Regions from separate parts of the Arachis hypogaea genome. Here region 2 is linked to region 1. The links are chromatin contacts, called in public Hi-C maps. All regions are on one chromosome and are shown on one strand. Each heading gives the region's core, a stretch centred on a gene start, on an enhancer-like site or on the middle of the called end of the contact. The rest is flanking DNA. Distances are from core to core; before and after follow the strand shown.

What was found. Hi-C and Micro-C count contacts between places; a contact is called where the count stands out from the background.
Region 2: a Hi-C map of leaf shows a contact between it and region 1, with 4 times the contacts expected there. The contact joins the enhancer-like site here to the promoter of LOC112712719 in region 1. A contact is called at or near these places in 7 of 8 Hi-C or Micro-C datasets (leaf and an unstated tissue).

Annotation. Positions count from the first base shown.
Region 1 is chr9:120,320,133-120,323,553 of arahy.Tifrunner.gnm2.J5K5, forward strand. It overlaps LOC112712719 (receptor-like protein 4), which reads left to right and starts at 1,408. Exons shown (of 9, transcript XM_025765654.3): 1 at 1,408-1,878; 2 at 1,963-3,042. The coding sequence starts at 1,782.
Region 2 is chr9:120,379,595-120,382,856 of arahy.Tifrunner.gnm2.J5K5, forward strand. No RefSeq gene overlaps it. Among protein-coding and RNA genes, the nearest start is that of LOC112712721, 9.6 kb to the right of the region's middle. Within about 2 kb of position 1,392, at least 3 of the 3 cell types and tissues checked have open chromatin away from gene starts, as enhancers often do.

The DNA.
Region 1 (3,421 bases), core at 158-2,657:
ATATTGTAATGAATTTTCCCAACAATTTCATAAATGTTTTTAAAACTTATAACATGATTTTTTAATTAATAGGTTTTATAAAAAAATTTAGGGTTATTTAATAAAATGCGACGAGAAATCCCAGTGAATAGTCAGCTCGCTTCCACCCCTACTTGCTGTAACCTTACCAAACTTGCTACGGTTAGTAAATATATGGCGCAGTTGTGTCACTCATATCTGAATTATGAGGTACTTGTTTTGGTTGGACCAAACTTCTTCAATGTTTACCGAGTTAAATGATGCATTAAAAATGAATGGCGTTGCTAGCTGTTTAGGGATATGGGCGCAGCAGAAAACACTTGAATAAATTAACCTAGTTATATTATTATCATTAAAAGGCAAGAAAACAAAAGGGGTAGTTACTATGATATATACATTTCCACGTCACTTCTAAGTCTTCCATTGACATTTGAACGCCATGCCTATACTATGCAGGGGGGAGGGGTCAATCATGTATCCACGTTCTATGCTTTCACATGAGAAGGATTGACCTTAGCCTTAATTAGTTTGCTGATTGTTTAGAGAATTTAATTAATTTTAAAAAGGAACTTGTTCGGCTACAACCTACAAAGCATAACATTATCACATTAAATATCCTTACCAAATACCAACTACTACAAGATCTGTTATATAATTGATACATGAAATTAATATATAGCATTAGGAGTGTGTACATAGGTGAATGAAATCAGGTTCATCTTTATTTGAATTTTACTTTAAATAATAATTAGATTTATTTTTAATATTTTTATTCGATTTTAGATTTGATAAAATTATATTATTTTTTAGTTACACTAAAATCAAATTTAGATAGACAAAATTTGAATTTTGATAAATTTTATATTAAAAAATTATGATATATTTATTACTGTAAATTGATATTTATATTAAAATTTAAATTTTTTCATAAATTTTAATTAGAAAAGTATGAGGAGCCAATGAAATATTTATACAATGTGTACAATGGAGGTTTATAGAGTATTAGAGATATAATAATTAGTGTTACATTTTTCCATCAGCTGAAACTTTTGGGATGAGTGATATCATGACATGGTATTAAAACGCTAGATCCGAAAGGTCAAGAGTTTGATCCTTGGTGAACCCAAAAATTAAACTAATTTTTCGAGAAGATGTTTATTATTCCTTGTACTCGAATGGTTATTCTAAATAGTATAGGGGATGTTCATTTCATAACTCAATAACCATTGTCCACATTATACAAATAGTCCATTGTCTCCATAACGGGATCCATTTTAATTTTATATTTTTTATTTATTTTTTAATTCATCAAACCTGATTAAAAATAAAATAATAAATTTATAATTAATATAATATAATATTAAAATTAATTAAAATATATATATTCTTCTAGTTTTTTTAGAGTGTACATAAGATAGGTGAAGTCAAATTCGTCTTGACCTGAATCCAATAATAAATAATGACAGAATCTATTTTTGAAATCATTTTCAATTTTAAACTCAATAAAATTACACCAAATTAACTTTTAAAATATTTAAAAAAAATAACTAGAAAGCATTTGAAATTTTGGCACCAAAATTAGCGTAGCAAGCAGTAAGTAGTAACTGTGCATTAACAAATAACAACTACTTTTGCTGCACTAATTAACGACTACATTCTTCTTCCGCCAATCTCGCCATTTCTCCCTCGCTTTTTTCACATCATCAACACTACATACGTTTCTTGCTGTACTCATGTCCTCACTCTCATAACTAACAGAAACAATGACGCCGTTAAACTGCACCCTTCTCTTTTTCTTCTTCTTCACCTGCATTATCACAACTTCATCGTCGCCGCCGCCACCACAACCATACAACTACGGTAAGTAACACACGCTCTCTCTCTCTCTCCTCACATGCATCTGGCAATGATGTTTAACATGTTGACTGCGGCTATACTATGCAGGTTACTCCATCCACATAAACTGCGGCTCCTCCACCAACGCCACCGATCCCTACAACACTACATGGCTCTCCGACCGCTACTTCTCCGGTGGCACTGACTCCCTCATCTCCGAGCCTCTCCGATTCCACCTCCCTTCCGAGAAGACTCTCCGCTTCTTTCCTCCTTCCTCCTACGGCAAGAAGAATTGCTACTCCCTCCCCTCCGTCTCATCCTCCCGCTTCCTCCTCCGCACCTTCACTCTTTACGACAACTACGACGCCAAGTCCCGCCCTCCTTCCTTCGACGTCTCTCTCTCCTCCACCATCCTCTTCAGCTGGCGCTCCCCATGGCCAGCCTCCACTGCCTCTGATGGCGCCTATGCCGATCTACTTGCATTCTCCACCGCCGCCCATAATTTCTCCGTCGGAGAAGCCACTATTGACCTCTGCTTCTACGGCTACGCGACAGACGCACCGGTAGTTTCCTCTGTCGAGCTCTTCGAGATCGATCCTGCTTCATACGACGCCGCTTCCACCGGAAAAGACGTTGTGCTGGTCAACTACGGCCGCGTCTCCTGCGGCTCCGACGAGCACTGGGGACCGGGATTTACCGCCGACGAAGACCGTTTCGGGAGGTCGTGGCAACCGGACTCCGCGTTCCGGATCTTGCCGGATAAGGAATCCGAGGCGCGCGTGGTGTTCACGCAGAACGACGTCAGTGGCGCTGATTTGAGCCCTAATTACTTCCCGATGAAAGTGTACCAGTCGGCGGTGACGGCGGAGGGCAATTTAGAGTACGAATTTACTGTGGACGCGAAGATGGACTACATGGTGTGGCTGCACTTTGCAGAGATCGATTCGAGCGTGAGGAAGGAAGGGGAGAGGGTCGTCGATGTGTTCATCAATGAGAGGAACGTGAGCAGGGTTGATATATACAAGGAGGTTGGAAGGTTCGCGGCGTTTGATTGGCACTACACTGTGAAGAATTTGAGTGACAGTTCTTTGAGGGTGAAGCTTGTGGCGGCTGTTGGTGTTCCTATCATCAGTGGCATTGAGAATTACGCATTGGTCCCCATTGATCCTTCCACTCTTCCTCAACAAGGTTTGTGTGTTTCTGCTTATTTTGCACAAAATTGTTTAGATTTTTTACATTGTTGCTGTTAATTCATTCGTTTGGCTCGAGCAGAATTTTGAAAATCAATCATGGGTATGATTGTTGAGTTATTCTCATTTAAGCATGTACTATATATATCATGGGATTTTGACAAGTGTAAAGCAAAGTATTTCTATTGTTTAATATATTGATGTTGATACACATGTTAAATGATGTTAATCAAGAATATTTATAAGAAATCACACATTGCTCAGTCACGTGAAAAAATCAGAGGATCATTACTATAGTGAGCAACTAATAGTAAGTTCTCTACTTTGTTTATTAATTGTTGGAACGTATATTTAGTAAGTTGGGGATTGTTGATTGA
Region 2 (3,262 bases), core at 142-2,641, 59 kb after region 1:
GAATATCAAACTGTCACAAATTTAATACACCGGGAAATCATAACATGAAAAATATCTTGCCTAAACTAACTATAACCTAGCTATTTATAGGTAGTGAGTAATAGAGCCTAACAACCTATCAACTAGCTGGACATGCCAACCGCTCCTAAAAAAACTCCTACTTAACCTCTACTTACCTCTCTTATTGTAACACAACCCAAACCTGTTAGTAGTAGGTGCCTCTCTATCAGCATCTCATTAATAAGCTGGAAGAGCAAAAAGCAAACAACCATTGCAAGGTCGTCTGTAGACGCAGAATATATAGTACTTGCTGCTGCCACATATGAAGCTCGTTGGTTGTCATTCGTGATTTCCTTCATGAGCTTTCCACTCCAAAAGTCAATCACAATCTTCTATGACAGCCAATCAGCGATTCATATTGCCAACAACCCCATCTTTCATAAAAGAACAAAGCATATTAAAGTTGATTGTCACATTGTGAGAGAAAAGTTACTCTCAATTCATCTCATGCCAATTAATTCCAAAAAATAGATTATAGACTTTCTCACTAAGGCCTTATCTCTTGGGCCCTTTTCCACCAACATGAACAAGCTTGGATTGCTGAATCTTTACCACCCAAGCTTGAGGGAAGATGTAACCTAACCTCCATTTCAATACAATAGTAGCAACAGTATTGAAATATTTATTCACATCACATGTTAATTAGTTAGTTAGCTAGCTCCTAAAATTTTAGCTCAATTCTATTTTGACTAGTTTGGACAAGGTAGCTAAAGATTAAGTGTGTGGCTGAGATTATGCAACAAGTATATAAGCTCCAAAGGCTAATTTTACTATTTTCAATTTCTTTTTTCAGTTTTGTGAAATGAGAAATTTATCTCTTTTCTTTCCAAATCTTGTTCTTTACTCCATTATTCTTGATTCATGTTTTCTCATATCGTAATTTTCTATAATATTAATTGAAATAAATGATTAAAATTACTAAAATATTGGTACATTTAGAACATTTAAAATTTTTCTTTTTTTATGGATATACGCACTCTCACACACACTATATTCAATTATGGCTGAAAATCGATTCTAAGTGCAGTTTGATGAGAGGTATACAAATCCTACATTCGTGCCACGGCTCAATTGCAAAATTTTTCCTCTTTTAATAACCCGTGCTATGCACGATGTGGCTGACGGCTGCACAAAATGTCCTACATCAGAGAAGAATAAAACGCGTTTTTTAAAAAGATATTTTTAAGTGGTGCATTTTAAAACGAGTAAATTCGGGTGTTATTGATTCATTTGTCTTTTTTTTTTTTTCCCAAAATAATCGTGTTTGGTGTTAAATCTTGGTCCACCACTGAAACAGTATCATATATGAAGATGGAGGCTAGATTGATGCATTGACAATGGTGGCAACAACTGCTTATTATGATGTAAATGTTGATAAGATGTTTGTGAAAAAGACATGAATAAGTATAAGAATTAGTTTTCAATTAGTTAATATTATTATTATTTGAGAATTTAGATTTTATGATTAGAATTTAAAATTTAAAATATAGAAATTGTTTTTGGTATCGAACCAGGGCAAGTGCCCTATAGTTGCTCGCTAGTATGGGCCCAGATAAGAATGAGAAAATACAAGTAGGAGTAATTATGATACAAAATAAAAAAAAAAAGTAGTAAACCACCTTGTTTAAGAGAGATGTAAACATACATAATTGTTAGACCCAGATTGTGATTCAACCCAAGAGCTGAAAAAGGAGTAAACTACCTTGTTTGAGAGAGATGTAAACATATATAATTGTTAGACCCAGATTGTGATTCAACCCAAAAGCTGTGTGTGTTAGAGTGTAATTTGACCCAAAAGAAAACACAAGAGCATGAAATCAAGAACAAAGAGTGATGCATGGTTTTAATTTCTGTGGCCCTTTTGTAACAGACTCTTAGCTTGCCTACGCTTTGTTAATTCAACCCAAGTCCGAAAAGTTCCAAAAATAAAAAACATGTCACAAAAAATACGAAAAGGATTTGACCAGCTGGGAGCGAATCTATTGAAATACAGGCCTGAAAACATAATGGACAAGTAATGAAAAATGGATAAAAATCTGTAATTTGATGTGATTGAAGTTATTGGGCACAAATATAATAAAAAGACTTGACCAAAATAAAAAGGCGGTAAAAAATTTATTAATTAGAAAACATAAATGATATTTTTGTAATATTATAAAATTGAATAATTTTTATTAGAATAATCATTAGATTAAATTTGTTATTGTTAATTATATTTATTTTGTATTCAAATAAAATAAAATTTGTGATAAAAATATAGTTATTATATATTTGTGTATATTACAGACAAAAATATTTTATAAAGATAAATAATCAGCTACTATATATATTTATGTATAAATATATATATATTATTTTACTCAATTTTTTAATAAAATTATTATCACCGGAATAATCAAATTTAGTATAGAAAAAGAATCCAATTTGTTATAACTAGATAATTAAACTTTTTCATAAATATTAAATATGTATTCTTATATAGCTGGTGGCTGATTTTTATATTTATGTAATATAATTAAAAATAATTTGACATACTTTTTAAATATCAAAATTAATATTAATATACAAACTTATAACTTACATGAATTTCAGTCAAATAATTTATATAAATGAACATTCTTTTATTTGAATAATTTTTTTTTCACTTCACAATACTCATTTTATCTTAATATGCATTGTCTATACTAGTTTATTTTATTTTTATGTCTTTAGTAAATATTCTCTTAACAATAAATAATATTAATAATTTAAAATTAATGCTCATACTATTGTTATTTAAATATTTTCTTAATAATAAATACTAAAATTCAATACCACAATTTATATAAGAAAAATCAGACACAGATGTAATTAAATTCAACAACAATAACAACAATAAAGCCTTGTCTCACTAGATGGGATCACCTACATGAATCAAACGATACATGAATCAAACGAGGTTATTGTGCTCTGACATGTATTATGTCTACAAATAGACCGTTTACATGTAGATCTCGTTTGACCACCTCACGGATGTTCTTCTTACGTCTTCCTCTGCCTTTCGCCCCTTGTCCATCTTCCATCTCATCCACCCTCCTAACTGGGTGTTCTATCGGTCTTCTTCTCACATGTCCAAACCACCTGAGGCGCGATTCAACCATCTTTTCCACAATGGGTGCTACTCCAACTCTCTCCCTTATATCTTCGTTCCTTATTTTAACCA